Linked DNA regions of Mus musculus: regions 2, 3, 4 and 5 are each linked to region 1. A link is a contact called in public ChIA-PET and promoter capture Hi-C data. All regions are on one chromosome and are shown on one strand. Each heading gives the region's core, a stretch centred on a gene start, on an enhancer-like site or on the middle of the called end of the contact. The rest is flanking DNA. Distances are from core to core; before and after follow the strand shown. Region 1 holds the start of Fhl4 (four and a half LIM domains 4). Region 2 holds the start of Rtcb (RNA 2',3'-cyclic phosphate and 5'-OH ligase). Region 3 holds the start of Prdm4 (PR domain containing 4). Region 4 holds the start of Nuak1 (NUAK family, SNF1-like kinase, 1). Region 5 holds the start of Platr7 (pluripotency associated transcript 7).

Evidence for each region. Promoter capture Hi-C pulls out the DNA fragments that hold promoters and counts their contacts. ChIA-PET counts read pairs in DNA pulled down with a chosen protein or histone mark. Capture Hi-C pulls out chosen DNA fragments and counts their contacts.
Region 2: an RNA polymerase II ChIA-PET map of memory CD8 T cells shows a contact between it and region 1, with 13 read pairs. The contact joins the promoter of Rtcb here to the promoter of Fhl4 in region 1. A contact is called at or near these places in 2 of 39 promoter capture datasets (hippocampal neurons and liver) and 2 of 115 datasets of contacts at active chromatin or transcription factors (large pre-B cells and memory CD8 T cells).
Region 3: a contact with region 1 is called in a promoter capture Hi-C map of liver, with 4 times the contacts expected there. The contact joins the promoter of Prdm4 here to the promoter of Fhl4 in region 1. A contact is called at or near these places in 14 of 39 promoter capture datasets (the 3T3-L1 cell line, 3T3-L1-derived adipocytes, cranial neural crest and 8 more), 3 of 484 Hi-C or Micro-C datasets (B cells, CD4 T cells and CD8 T cells), 5 of 115 datasets of contacts at active chromatin or transcription factors (astrocytes, extraembryonic endoderm stem cells, large pre-B cells and 2 more) and 2 of 9 other capture datasets (adipose tissue and embryonic stem cells).
Region 4: a contact with region 1 is called in a promoter capture Hi-C map of liver, with 2.3 times the contacts expected there. The contact joins the promoter of Nuak1 here to the promoter of Fhl4 in region 1. A contact is called at or near these places in 4 of 39 promoter capture datasets (cranial neural crest, hippocampal neurons, liver and 1 more), 1 of 484 Hi-C or Micro-C datasets (embryonic stem cells) and 1 of 9 other capture datasets (liver).
Region 5: a contact with region 1 is called in a promoter capture Hi-C map of pre-B cells, with 4 times the contacts expected there. The contact joins the promoter of Platr7 here to the promoter of Fhl4 in region 1. A contact is called at or near these places in 4 of 39 promoter capture datasets (the 3T3-L1 cell line, liver, pre-B cells and 1 more), 1 of 115 datasets of contacts at active chromatin or transcription factors (extraembryonic endoderm stem cells) and 1 of 9 other capture datasets (adipose tissue).

The regions. Positions count from the first base shown.
Region 1 is chr10:85,101,058-85,103,885 of GRCm38.p6, reverse strand. It overlaps Fhl4 (four and a half LIM domains 4), which reads left to right and starts at 1,391. Exons shown (of 2, transcript NM_010214.4): 1 at 1,391-1,590. Tmem263 (transmembrane protein 263) reads right to left here and starts at 1,259. Exons shown (of 3, transcript NM_001013028.2): 1 at 889-1,259.
Region 2 is chr10:85,956,336-85,959,163 of GRCm38.p6, reverse strand. It overlaps Rtcb (RNA 2',3'-cyclic phosphate and 5'-OH ligase), which reads left to right and starts at 1,371. Exons shown (of 12, transcript NM_145422.4): 1 at 1,371-1,549. The coding sequence starts at 1,457.
Region 3 is chr10:85,915,629-85,918,456 of GRCm38.p6, reverse strand. It overlaps Prdm4 (PR domain containing 4), which reads left to right and starts at 1,471. Exons shown (of 12, transcript NM_001302886.1): 1 at 1,471-1,649; 2 at 1,728-1,933.
Region 4 is chr10:84,439,320-84,442,147 of GRCm38.p6, reverse strand. Nuak1 (NUAK family, SNF1-like kinase, 1) reads left to right here and starts at 1,480. Exons shown (of 7, transcript NM_001004363.2): 1 at 1,480-2,033. The coding sequence starts at 1,791.
Region 5 is chr10:84,551,928-84,554,755 of GRCm38.p6, reverse strand. It overlaps Platr7 (pluripotency associated transcript 7), which reads left to right and starts at 1,418. Exons shown (of 4, transcript NR_040658.1): 1 at 1,418-1,496; 2 at 2,046-2,108.

The sequences.
Region 1 (2,828 bases), core at 142-2,641:
TCCCAGCAGCCCTAGCTCCCCCTCATTGATCCACCTTTAGGCACAAGCAAGTCTTTTTTTTTTTCCCCTGAGCAGAGCAGTGACGTGGCAGGAGAGGCAGAAAATGACCCTAGAGGCTGGTGCTGGCTTGGACACCTCCTTCCTCCGCCCCTTCGTTGTCCATCCAGCACACCCTAGTTCCTGCGGAATTCCAATATAAGACGGGCTTAAGAGAGACGATCCAACTTGATCCCGAGTGGCAGCTCCGGGGCTAGACTAGATGCTGCTTGTGCATGGCAGGCTCGGTTTTGGATTGAGCTTGGGGTCGGCAGTGACTGCACTGGCGGCTGCTCCAGGACTCCTTCCCCCCTGCTCCCCAGTCACTCCTTGACACTGCCAGCGCCCCTCTTCATTCCCACACCTGCGGGCTTAGAACAGGCGTGGGAGTGGAGTTCCCGATTTAGGAAGAGCAGCGGGAATCTCCGCTTGGAGCCAAGCCCTGTGTACTTGAACCCACCGGGACCGTTTATCAACAGGTCAGAAGTTAAGTGGGGCAAGGAAGCTGGGCTCCTCCTCGGATGCCCCATCTCCTCCTCCGCACCAGCCTGACACTCAAGGCAAGAGGTCAGACCCAGGCTTCCAGAGCGACTCCCTTCAACTGCAGACACCGCGTCCACAAACTCGTGGACCCACTGGGGTAACCCCATACCTCCGTACGCCCCCCAACGACTCCCGCCCATCCCCCTCCCGTTCAGTGTCCCCCCGCAAAGGGCCAGGCTGGAGCGGCCAGGCCCCGGGGTCGTGCAGGTGAGGTGCAGATGAGGCTAACGGGAAAGGGCCCGGAGTGCGGCCACTCAGGCCGACGACACCCTCCCGCCCCCGCCCCAGCCATGGGACACACTCACTCACCGCGGGGTCGAGGCCGGGAGCTGCGGCCGGGCGGAGGGAGCGGTGGCACGGAGAACAGCAGAAGCGGCCGGGGCAGCAGAGGCCCTGATGCGGCCCGGGAGTGGCTTACGCGACCTAGATGCTCTTCTCCGGCTCAGAAGTCGGAAGACTCTCGGTGCGAGGTCGGTGCGAGGCGGCGGCGGCGGCAGCGGCGGCTTCTGGCTGCGGACGTGGCGCCTGACGCGACCCGCCCCCTCCGCAGCCTCCGGAGCTCCCGCCTCCTCCCGCGCCTCGGGTTCCGACGCGCACGCGCACTCGCGCCCCCGGCCCTCCGCCCCCCCACCTCCCGCGCCCACCGGTCGCTCGGCGCGCGCAGCCCTCCCAGCAGCCCCCGGCCAGCCTGCGCGCGCGCCTCATCCGGAGGGTCTCCCCGCCCCCTCCGCCCCGGCCACCCAATCAGAGCAGGCGAGGGGGCGCTGCCCCGGCGAGGCGCGCGCCTCCGGCCTCGCCCGAGTCTTCGGCCACTCTCCGGGCTCGAGGGAACTAACGGTTATGGGGGTTTAGAACTTCTCCCCTGAGGAGGGCGGCATGCTCGCCGGTGTCTCCCTCTCCTTCGCCCAGGGGCTTCAACCTTTAGCTGCTGCCCTAAGGGAGTGACGGGCAGGGCCTCTGTCAGTCGCTCTCCCCAGGGCGCTCTGCGAGCCTGTGTCACCGAGTGATAGGGTGAGGCGAGGCCTTGCTAATTTGTGTGGGGTTTTTGTTGTTGTTGTTGGTCCACCTGGAGTCCTTGAGCGTAAACATGTCAGGTTCGCCCTCATCACACAGCGGATGCCCAAGGCCTTTCAGGGGGCCTTGAATTTTGGTAGCGAAAGAAGGTTGGTTCATCGATGTGAGAATTGAACTGGAGAGGGAGGAAAACTGTCACTTCCTAACTAGGGCTTCGTCAGGGCCCCTCCACGTTCTTGCCAGCCTTGGGGGGAGGGGGGATCCCTGGTGGGGTCCTGTAAAGTATTGAGCAGCCTAAGAAGATGCTGTCTGGGAAGTCCTCTGGGTTCAGCGTTGCCTCTGCTTCAGATGGGAAACAGGACAGTGAGCTTCCAAGGGGGCTTGTGATAGCTGCCTAGGAAGGCTGTGAGGAGGAAGCAGAGACGTGACGAAATGGCTACCTGACTAGATAATTGCTATTAGCTTTTCCTTGACTCTCAACATCTTTAAGATAAAAATGACAATAAGTCCACCCTACACTTTTGGGAAAGATAAGAAGAGAGACTGTGGGTGTAAGGGGGCTTTACTGAGAAATTATACCAAAACGTGAGATTTTTTTTCTTTTCACGACCTAGTTATCAAGTGGAAACATACACAGGACAGGGGACCTCAATTTTTAAATGAAAGTAATCAGCGTGGTGTAACTGGATAGCAAGTGTTTATCAAGTCTCAGAAAAGGGATGCTAACAGCAACAACAAAAAATCCTGAGAGGGAGCTAACCTTGGTTCAGTTCTTAAATAGAATGAACTAGAGCTTAACCGTTATCAAATCGATGAATTAAGTCCATTCAGATCACTGTGCTGAAATTATGATAATCTTGTTTTACAGAACTAAAAGAGAATGATGATTAGGAGAGTTTGAACTGTGGTATTAACTGAGTACCAATCTTTTATTGTCATAGACTCCTGAATTCTTAATAGGATTTTAATAGGTGATTTCAAGATTGAACCCTGGGCAAAATTACAATGCAGAACTTTATAACTTTCTTTCCAAATTGACTTACAGTTTTGCTAGTAATTAAGGCTATAATTCAAAGCAGTGGTATATTCTGTTTCATAAACCAATGAAGGTACCAGGGAGCTTTTGGCTCCTTCTGAACCTACAAGTACAGGTAGTCCAGTATTTCTTATAGATCTGACCCCAGTCAGTTCTTGCTGTCTCAGTTTCCTTACCTATAATAATGGAGAGAGGGCCC
Region 2 (2,828 bases), core at 122-2,621, 860 kb before region 1:
GGCTGTATAAGTACTTAACATCCTGGTCTAGTTACTCCTCCAGTTTCATGTCTGTGACCTTCAGAGCCACTATGAATAATTATGATCCCATTTCATAGAAGTGAAAACAGAGGAATGTATCACACAAAGGTGGTAATGGCATAGGCGGAACCTGAACCCAAGTCTTCCTGATTGCTATGGTGGTGTTTTTCACAGGGTAGGACTATCCTGCAAATCACTGCCAGCTTTCTTATCCCAAGAGCAAGAGTCAATTAAGTTTAAAGGTACAGACACAGGACACAGTCCAAACAAAGCTATGGAACACAGTGATCCCTGAAAGAGGGATTTATCCATCTTTGTAGGGAATTGCTGGCCAGAGCAGATTTCCTTCACAAGCATTTGTAGAAATAAATGATACAGTGTTGTGATATGCTTCTTTTGGATGCTCATTTTGTAATGGAGTGTTTGTTGTACATCTTCAATCTCATTCTGATACATTGCAAACGTCATTAGTATTTTATCTTGCTCAGCTGTTTCACTAATGTTCATGGGGCATGAACTCCAAACTGTATGTTCTATATAGCAGTTGACCTGATCCAGGGTGAAGAGGTTTCAGGAGCAGCTCAAAAACATTCTTAAAGCAGTATGTCTTCAATAGCAGCAGTCAGGAGACATTGGCAAGGGTATCTGTGAGAGTTCGAAGCCAACCCGGATACATAGGCTCACCAAGGCTAAGTATCGAGATCTTACTTTAAAAAAGGGGGGGGGGTGAAGGGAGGGAGGGAGAGAGAAAGGGGGAGGGGGGAAGAAAGGAAAAAGAGAGAGAAAGAAAGAAAGAAAGAAAGAAAGAAAGAAAGAGGGGAAGAAAGAAAGATAGAGGGAAAGAAAGAAAGAGGGGAAGAAAGAAAGAGGGGGAGAAAGAAAGAAAGAAAGAAAGAAAGAGGGAAAGAAAGAAAGAGGAAAAGAAAGAAAAGGAAAGAAAGAAAGAAAAAAGGAAGGAAGGAAGGAAGAAAGACAGACAGACAGACAGACAGAAAGAAAGAAAGAAAGAAAGAAAGAAAGAGGGAAAGAAAGAAAGAGGGGAAGAAAGAAAGAAAGAAAGAAAGAAAGAAAGAGGAAAAGAAAGGAAGAAGGAAAGAAAGGAAGGAAAGGAAGGAAGGAAGAAAGAAGAAAGAAAGAAAGAAAGAAAGAAAGAAAGGAAGAAAGGAAGGAAGAGAGAGAGAGAGAAAGAAAGAAAGAGGGAGAGAAAGAAAGAGGGGGGGGAAGTGCAAGTGAAGACTAGCGCTGTAATTCATTGTAACGAGATGATCAGGACTCGCGCGAAGAGTTTTGAGCCTCGGCGCTTGCCATCTTCCCTCCTGGAGCGGAGCTGGTCGCGCCTGCGCCCTGAGAGGCGGCGCTGCGTGGAGCGGGTGGACTGCGGGGTGGTTTCTCTTTCTAAGCGTAGCCAGGAGCTATCGCTGGCCTCGCCGCCACCATGAGTCGTAACTACAACGATGAGCTACAGTTCTTGGACAAGATCAATAAAAACTGCTGGAGGATCAAGAAGGGCTTTGTGCCCAACATGCAGGTGAGTTGGGGCAGCGGCCTTGGGAGCTGCAGGCCGCGACTCCGCCGCGAACCGGCGGCCTCCGCCCAGCGCAGGGCTGCGGGGTTCCAGGTCTCCCTCCTCTGCAGACTGCACGCGCCAGGTCCACACACACGAGGACAGACGGACGCAGCGTGGGGGCTCACGCGTGTTTTCCCCACGCACCATCAGACACGGTGTTCCTGGTCTTCCGAGATTTCTGTGGACTTTCCCAAGTTGGCACCGCCAGCCAGGAACTCTGTTTCTCTTGAGTCCTGATATTTAGTTAACGTTTACAGATGGCATTCTCCAAACTTAACTGGGTTTTAACGTAACGACAATCGGCATGATTCGAGCTTTTAATATGCTCTTGGCGGAGGACCCCCGAGTTGGTGGGTAACTTATCTGTACCCATCTAGGAAGACAACCCTGAATTCGTATCGAGTCCACTTCTCTCAGCCTGAATGATGTGTTTCAGCTGAAGGCTTGGGAGCCAGAGACCAGGATCTGAAACCCTGGGCCTGCTGTCGCCACCGCCGTGTGTACTCGAAAGTTCCGATAAACGTTGAGGAAGAAAACACTTGTGAGGTTTTGGCACATGTGTTAAGTGACACCGTCTCATAAATGCCATGAGAATGCAATAAAGATTTGCAGTCCTTTGTCTTAGTAAAAAGTTTCTGATAGGCTTCGCTTGGTGGCTCGGGCCTATAATCCCTGGAGGCTGGGAAATGGAAGATCCATTCAGGACTGGTTACACAGAGAAGCCTTGCACCACTTTGCAAGGTATACTAGGGAGAAAAAGTCCACAGCAGTGAAACAGTATTTTCCTTTGTTGTGTGGAAGAAGGGAAGGCTGGTTGGTAGAGTCTTGCTAATTTATTAAGTGACACATGAAAATTGTACATTATATCCGTGTGTGTGTGTGTGTGTATAATATATATACGCATATATTATATACATATATATTATACACACATACATATTATATATATATATATATATGATGCTTTTTATAATGCGTAAGTTATATAATAGCAAAATCATGATAGACATATCGCCTCAGAAATTTGTGAGCAGTTTTTCCGTTTTGAAGATCGTTGATTAGATTTTACGGGTTGGACATTTCCAGTTTAAACCCAGATCTAAAATGCTCTAAGATCCTTTTAGATTGTGACTGGAAGTTTTCCTCTTAAAAGACGCAACGTGGCAGCTTCATGCAGAATGAAGCACTTTGTGTGGTATAGACGTTCATGCAGAATGAAGCACTATGTGTGGTATAGACG
Region 3 (2,828 bases), core at 222-2,721, 810 kb before region 1:
CCATGCCTGCCTGGATGCTGCCATGTTCCCACCTTGATAATAATGGACTGAACCTCTGAACGGATAAGCCAGCCCTAATTAAATATTGTCTTTATAAAGATGCCAGGTCTGTCTAGAACTTACTATGTAAACCAGAATGACCTTGAATTTCTGACCTTCCTGCCTTAGTATCCTCAAGTATTGGTAGTACTCGTGTGCACCACTATGCCCCACCTCTTACTTTTTAAATGCATTTTTACACATGACAAAACTCACCAATCTTTACTATTTGATCAATCTTTATAAACATATACAGGCATGTAACCATTATCCAAAATGGTCCCTCATGTCTGTCTTTCTATATAGGCAATTTCATCTCTTCACCTATCACTAACTTCCAACATCCATCAGAGCTGTTAGTAAAGTCTTGGCCTTTTCTAGAATTTTATACAGACTTCTAGTCTTTTGTTTCTGATGTTTTTTTGCTCAGTGTAGAAAGCTTCTAGAGGTCTACCTACATGCAAATAGCTTGTTACTTTTTATTGCTGCCTAGGGCTCCACAACGGTGATTCAGTGCAACTCTTTATTGGTTGATGACAGATCATTAACAAAGTTGCAAGGAACTTAGTACATATGTCTTTGTACATACATACATACATACACACATGTATATGTTTCTGTATTGGGTAAATACTTAGGTATGATTAGTGAATTGTGGGGTATGGGATATTGCCATAAATAGACTGACAAGGTGGCAAAGAGGGTAAGGCTCTTTAGTCCCTGGTACCCACATGTGGGAAAGAGAGTGTAAGTTGTTCTCTAACTTCTTTTACACATGCACATTTGCTTTCACATCCACCCACCCACTCATATGAATAAACATTATGTCAAAAGTTGGCTACCGAGCAGATGTTGTGGTTCCAATGATTATTCTAAGTAAGCACTGTGCCTGTCCGTGCAGAAGGGACGGGAAGGCAAAGAGAGAAGAAAAACACCTGCACAAATCCCAACATCATCTTTTATGATGTGGGAGCAGGGAAACTTCACACAGGGTAAAAGAGTTTCAGAATCGAAACCCGATTACTCCTGGGCCACACCGCCGTCTGGCCCAATCCTATATTTAAAAACGTTGTGTTATGTGGATTCATGCTTCCCTACTTGAGGCCATGCCATCTGGACAGAAAAGCAGAGTCTGGAGAACGTTGGAGTTCAGAACGCACCCCTAGCACGTGTATCAGTTCTGGTCTCCTAGCAACGGCGGAGCGATTATTCGGCCCTCGATTGGATCGGCACCCAGCTGAGCTGCAACACTCTGGGTGGAGCGTCTCTAAGCCCGCCCACTCCCGGGGCTCTGCGGTTCTCCACACGCAGAGAGGGGGCGGTGCGTATCCCCGGAAGAGCGGGTCGGAGCGCAGGCCGTAGGCAGGTAGCACGGACGCAGAGTGGCTGGGAAGCCGGAAACGGGCCCGGAGTGGCTGAGAAGCCGGAAAGGCGCCCCCGAGGGTGCGGCCCCGTGAAGGCGGCGGGCCTGACCGGGCGGGGCCGGGCGGGAAATGTTAGGAGAGCTGTAAACCGGGCGCGGGGTCCCGGGAGGCAGGAGCGTCCGGGCCGACGTTCGGCCCGATGACGAGCCAGGCGGCCGGGCCAGTGCTCCCCAGCGCGGGCCTCAGGTGGGCGACGCGGCGGGGCGGGCTCGAGCGGCCCGGGGCAGGGAAAGGCCACGGCTGATCGCTCTTCTCTTCTTCCAGGTCGGCCAGTCCGGCTGCCAGCGCTTCTGGGAAAACAGCCCCGGGCGCCGCCCAGCATGCCGGGCCCTCGCCGCGGAGCGCAGCCGCCGGCCCTCGGAGACGTCGGGCAGTGCGGGGAGGCGCGGCCACCGGCGGGATGTGGTAGCACGTGACACCGGCCCCATCGCGCACCTAGCAGCCGCCGGCCCCCTGCCCTGGACGTGCAGGTGAGCAGGGCAGGTCCCCAAGGCAGGGCCGAGGGAGCGGGGCGGACGCCGCCGGAGACTCAGTCTTTGTTTGGGTGCCTTCGGGCCACACGTGTGACGCGTAAATGGATTTGAGCACCTGAACCCAATAGAAATATCCAGAGTACTAGTTGGTTCCTGGGGTGATTGTTCTGAGTAGCCGTACATTGTTAGCTGCTTGGCACCTCTTTCCTGTCGTATTTTAGCTTTCGCTATTTTAATTTGGAATGTTACTGTAGTATCATAGTTCTTCACCTTTGGGGGTTTGCGGGTTACTGTAGCCAGGGATGGTGGAGTGCGGAGGTGAAGTTTTTAAATTGTGCAAGTCTCCTGAACTAGAAGGTACTGTGTTAGCGGAGTAGTAAAGACGGAGCAGTATTTAGCTGGGTTCCCCCCCCCCCCGCCCCCAAAAGCTTTTAAAAGGCTGTCAATATAGCGGGGAAGAGAAAACGTATTGACTGAAATTATTGGAGCTGGTTGATGCATTTTGTAAAGTGGCTGTATTCCTGTTAGTTTCTTAAATGTCATTTCCAGAAAACAGCGCGAGGTTTGCAACCAACAATTGATCAACTTCGGTCAGTTAGAAACATAAAAACAGCTAAGAATAATTGGCAGAAGACACAGTGACAAGACAGAAAGAACTCAGTATCCTTTAGGCCTTCTTAGGACGGTGATATGAGGTTGGTAGAATGGCTGTGCCTTGTTGAAGGGGAAGGTCCCTTGGGAGTCACTGTGTGCAGCATTCCTTCCTGGTGTCTTCTGTCTTTGAGTACTTGTGACCTTTGGTTTATGGCTGTTGAGGCCATCACGTTTTGGGGACTCACATCAAACAGAAATCTGCTGAGCCTCTGTTACTAAAGTCTTGTTTGAACGGGTG
Region 4 (2,828 bases), core at 231-2,730, 660 kb after region 1:
GGTTTCAGGCATCAGTAAGATAAGTAAATAAAGTTTGGAGATAAGACCATTATCAAGTCCAGAACTGAGCGGAGGAGTGAGGGCCGACAATGGGTGTGTTTCAGGCCATGACTCTGACAACAGGGGTGGGGGCGAGGGGCGTCTCGAGAAGACAGGCTGTTGCTAGAGTCCAGTGTAAGGTGAGAAGTAGACAAGAGTGAAGTCAGAAGGAATTTGGAGGGCGGGAGGAACCTGAGGGCTGCAGAAGGAAGTGCCAGTACTTGGAGACTACACCAGATGCTCTTCCTGGTCGGTCTTCCCACCCTAGTGTGGAACAATGTAATTTATGTGAAATTACTTTAAAAAATTTCTCAAGATACCTTTAATTTTTTCATGTCTTATTTTTCCTCCCTTCATCTCAGGAGAACCAGGGCAGCCTTGCTGGGAGGCCTTCCTGCCTGACCTTCACCTGGTGGGGTGAGATCTGGCCGTTTTAGTCAAAGGAAAATTCCCATCGCCTGAGGGGGTCAAGAGGCCTGCAAGTGGCCTCTGGCTTGGACAAGGAACTGCTCAGCAGGCCAAGGCCTAGGCTTATCTCAGAGCCTTGGTTTGTCGGAAAGGGGTCTTTCCAATGGCGCTGGGCAGCTCAGGGGACCCAGCTCCATCCAGGCCCCCACTTCCCTCCTCTTAGGTGTTGGTCCCTGTTGGACTCCCGAACTTTACCGGGAGATCGGAGCCCTGGAGAAGGGCCGGGTTCCTCCTTCGAGCCTCCCTTCGTTCCTGACTCCGCCTTTCTCCCTGAGAGAGCCGGGGTTCCGAAGCATCCCTCTCGGGGACTTTCCAGGCTCCGCGGTTGCTCCAGGAGGGCCCTGCCCTGACCGTGCCGGAGCTGGGGGCCTGCAGGGCCTCGGCGGCTGGAGGGGACTGTGACTCACCGCCGGTAACCCAACACCGCTGGGCCTCCTTTCAACCCAGCCTCCCCCTGCTCCAGCGAGCCTGGCGGCCTCCGCCACACCATAACAAACATGAAGAAGGGTGGCCCAGGAGGCTACAGCCCCGGGCCACAGAGCGTGAGCCTGGCTCTGTGCGTTGTCGCCTCTGCGGCCTCGGGGACCTGCGACCTTTATCCGAGGCCGATCGGCCCAAGCTAGCTGCGGACGGCCCGCAGTAGTTCCGGAGGGTGAGTGCGGGACGCTCGGGGAGGGGACAAGAGCACTGACGATCCCCAACCCCTCCACCTCGACCCACCCGGGACCTTGCGTCCCCACCCGGCGAGGACAAAGCAGCCGGGCCGCCGCCCCGGCCTGCGCCGCGCCGCACAAAGAGTGAACAACGACACGCACCCCGCCCCCTCCCTGCTCGGTGGCCCGGCGCGGAGGTGGGGACACCCGGGCGCCCGCCCCGCGTTCCCCTCTCGCCCCGCCCCGTCTGCGCGTCCTCCCGGCGCGGGGGCGGGGGGCGCGGCGCCCCACATAACACTCCTCTCCAGCGCGCGGAGCCACCCTCTCCCCTCCTTCTCGCCAACACCACCGCCTCCCCTGACATCGCTGCCACCTCGCCGGACGCTCCGCAGATTGCCGCGGCTGGCCAGGGGGCGGTGCGCCGAGCGTGCGCGCCCGGGACGCCAGATGTGCAGTCGCCGCCGCCGCCGCCGCTAGTGCCCCAGCGGCAGCCAGAGCCAGGTCGGGTCGTCTCAGCAATGCTGCTGCGGGGGCGACCTTGAACGCACCCCGGTTTCCCTCGGTGGGGACCACCCCGAGCCCCTGTGCCGGGACCTGCCCTCTCCAACTCGGCTCGCCCTGCGCTTGGTCATGGAAGGGGCGGCAGTGTCCGCGGCAGGGGATGGCCCTGCTGTAGAGACCGGCTTGCCGGGCTCTCCGCTGGAGGCGGTGGCCGGGGCGACTGCAGCCCCAGTGGAGCCCAGGAAGCCGCACGGGGTGAAGCGACATCACCACAAACACAACTTGAAGCATCGCTATGAGCTGCAAGAGACCCTGGGCAAAGGTACCTACGGCAAAGTCAAGAGAGCCACCGAGAGGTTTTCAGGCCGAGTGGTGAGTAAGGGAAATTCCTGGAGGGGTTCGAGCTGGTTCCCTGGTGGCCCAAGATGGGGGCGGGGAGACGGTCTGGGGGCACCACGCCACCGGGGCTCCCTTCTCTAGAAAGGTTTCAGCAGAAGCCCCCAGTCAGACTCCTCACTTTCCTTTCAGCACCCCGTGACTCAGGTGTATATCTCCGAAAACACTTGTTACATCTTGTCTGCACATATTTTGGGGGCTTCTCTCACCCCACCTTTTTTATTTTTTTATTTTTTACCCCAGCTAGCAAAGTAGTGTTTAGGATTCACATTTTGCAGCTTTGAGAACATGGGGTCTTCCCCAAAGACACACCTTCAGACCTTGTCCGGGAGTTCCTTATTTGTACAAACTCCAAAAAGACCTACATTATCAGCCATGAAGCTGGGCTCGAAAGTGTGGTGTCCTGTAGTTGCTCAGGACCCCCGCTTCTTTCCCATCTACCTGCAGTCCCACTTCTCCTTTCCACTGGGATGCTTGCTTACCCTGATGCTGCTCTTGCTGCAAAAGACAGACTCCTCCTGTCTATCAAACCTAAAAGCTTCTACTGAATGTCTGAGGTTTCTTGACAGCTTGCATTCCCGCCTCTGGCAAGCATGACATGTCCCTGGCAGGGGTGGCCATTCAGTCCCAGAGTTGATTTGCAGCAGGCTCGCTTGCCTTACCAGGTCCTGGCTTCAGGACTACTTAAATTGTTCAAGGGGTCTGGCCGGCCGCACCCGATACAGCTGAAGCTCTGCCAGGTGCCTCGGGGGCTCAGTATTGTCCCAGTTT
Region 5 (2,828 bases), core at 169-2,668, 550 kb after region 1:
GGAAGTGGGAGGGCCCAGGGAGGCACTCCACCCAGCAGAGCAGCCAAGGGGAACACATTTCCTAGCATCCGTGCCCCAGAGTTTGCTTTGGTTTGGTTTTCACGAGGCTATCTAAGTTCACTCTGAAGCTGTCTAAATTTCTCTTCAGTTCCCCAATGTCTCTGACCATATCTATGTATTTAGACTGCCTTCTAAGTGAGCGTGGGGGATGTTTCCATAGAGACTGAAGAAGGGCTGCTGTTCCATCTATAACAGTCTCCCCTAGGGCCTATGACCTCCAGGACCATAGGCTTTTGACCTTGTTTATAGTAGCAGACATGAATTTCCTCCTGTGGTGCAGGCCTCACAGCCAATCAGAGAGCAGTTGTTTGCTTTCATAGCATCATGTCACTATTGCCTGCATAGGCACATAGGACCAGAGACGGGAAGGTAGACCATCTCAATGTACAAGTTCATGGAGTCTGAAGTGGCTAGGATAGTAAACTTCAGAAAAGATGTTTCCAAGCAACTTGTGGAGATCTTGGGTAAGGCCTTAAATTTCCTCAGGACACTGATTTTGAAATTTTAGTGTGTTTTATCTCGTCATGTGGAGAGACTGAAGCTGGAAGGAAAGGGAGAAGGAAAGAGGGGAGAGAGAAGAGAGAAGGTGACCTTCCCTCCCCAGGCTGCAGAGAGGAACTGGTACAACTAGTTTATTGCACTTCACTTTACTGTCCTCTTAAGATAATTTCATTTTCAGAGAATTGTTTCATTTTTATTAACATATATTAATTATACATGTTAATGGCATCCAGTGTGACATTTCCACACATGCATGCAGTGTGCACTAATGAAACCCAACCTCTATTCACATCTCCCCCAACCTCTCTCTGTCCTGTCCTCTGTGTGTGTGATTGTGTATGTGTGTTATATGTGTGTGTAGTATGTAGGTATTTGCATGTGTGTGGACACACATGTGTGGAAACATGCACATGTATGCGTACATATGTGGAGCTTAAGGTTGATGTCTAGAATCAGTTTTAACCATTCTTTCACCATATTCTTTGAGGCAAGGGCTTTTAATCATATCCAGAGAGTACTGGTGGGAAACCTCGCTAGCTAGCTAGCTCTGGGGCTTCCTAGCTCATTTAGGAACAACAGTAGTAGCTTCTCCTCTAGGGCCTATGACCTCCTGGGCCATGGGCTTTTGACCTTGTTTACAGTAGCAGATATGAATTTCTTCCTGTGGTGCAGGCCTCAAGTCCAATCAGAGAGCAGTTGTTTACCTCTATAGCAACCATGCCATGACTGCATGCACAGGCATGTCTTGCCTGGCAGACCAATAGTATGGCATATAGTGTACACAGGTATGTAACACAGTTGGTAGCCTTAACAACTCCCCCATGCCCAAACCCCAGCCACCTGCACATCACTTTCCAGCACTATTGAAGAGAGCAAGTCAGGGGAGACATTCCAGCTCAATTCCAGCTCGGTTTCATCATGCTTACAACTACCAGGTGTGGTGTTTTCTGCAATAGGATCTTGTTGTGGACATTCTTATTTATGGCTGAATGATATTTTGTTGTGAACATAGATCACATTTTCTTTATCTATTAAAGGGCCCTTAGGGTCACTTAGTGTCTTAGCTATTATGAATACTGTCATGATTAAACATGGGCATGTAGACATCTTGTTGATACTCTGTTTTAGTTGTCTTTGGATATATACTCAAAAGTGGGAAAGCTAGGTCATATAAAGATCAAGATTTTAGGGAACCACAATGGGAGCTGGAGAGATGGCTCAGCGGTTAAGAGCACTGACTGCTCTTCCAGAGGTCCTGAGTTCAATTCCCAGCAACCACGTGGTGGTTCACAACCATCTGTAATGGGATCTGATGCCCTCGTCTGGTGTGTCTGAAGACAGCTATAGTGGACTCACATACATAAAATAAATAATAATTTTTAAAAATCTTAAAAATTAAGAATCACAATGGACATTCATTCTATATGTTTCTCTACCTTCTCTCTTTTGATGCTTACCACCTTTTTGGTTTTTGTTTTTGGTAGTCATTCTGAGAGGAGATAGAATCTCATTGTGGCTTGTATTTGCATTTCTCTGGGCTAAAGATGGTAAGTATTTTTTTCTATTAGTTCCAGACTTGTATTTCTTCTTTTGAAAAGTATCTGTTCAGATAATTTGCTTATTTAGAAACAGTGTTACCTAGATTTTGTTATCAGGTTGAAAATTGTGATTTTTTTTTTTAAGTGAAAGGTTTGGGAACCGTGCATCTTCCAAGGCAGGTCTACCAGTGCCATTTCCCGTAAAGCAGTTTACCAGAGCCATTTCCCATAAGGCATGTTCTCATTTAATTTTGTGTTACAATTTGGTTATTCTCATAATATTTCAAAATTTTCATCAATATTAGCGTGTTATGGGGCTCTGTGATTAGAGTCTTTGAAGATAATATTGTGAATGTCAAAATACCAACACTGACAGGAGCTCAGAAGACTGCAGACAGTATCATAGGATGTAGGCTCGGCTAAAACAGAGCCCGAGAGAATACTGAAAGCAGTTTCAGCCTGGGTAACATTCAATGAGCTAGCCAACCCTAACCCTGTGGTGGTCTGAATAGGTTTGCTGCCTCCCCCCACCCCCCTCTAGACTCATGTCTTTGAATGCTTGGCTCACAGGGAGTGGCACTATTAGGAGGTGTGGCCTTGTTAGAGGAAGTGTGTCACTGGGCTTTGAGGTTGGCTATGCTCAAGCTCTGCCCAGTGTGGAAATCAGAGCCTCTTCCTGGCTGCCTGTGGAAGAGTCTCCTGTTGCTGCCTTTGGATCAAGATGTAGAA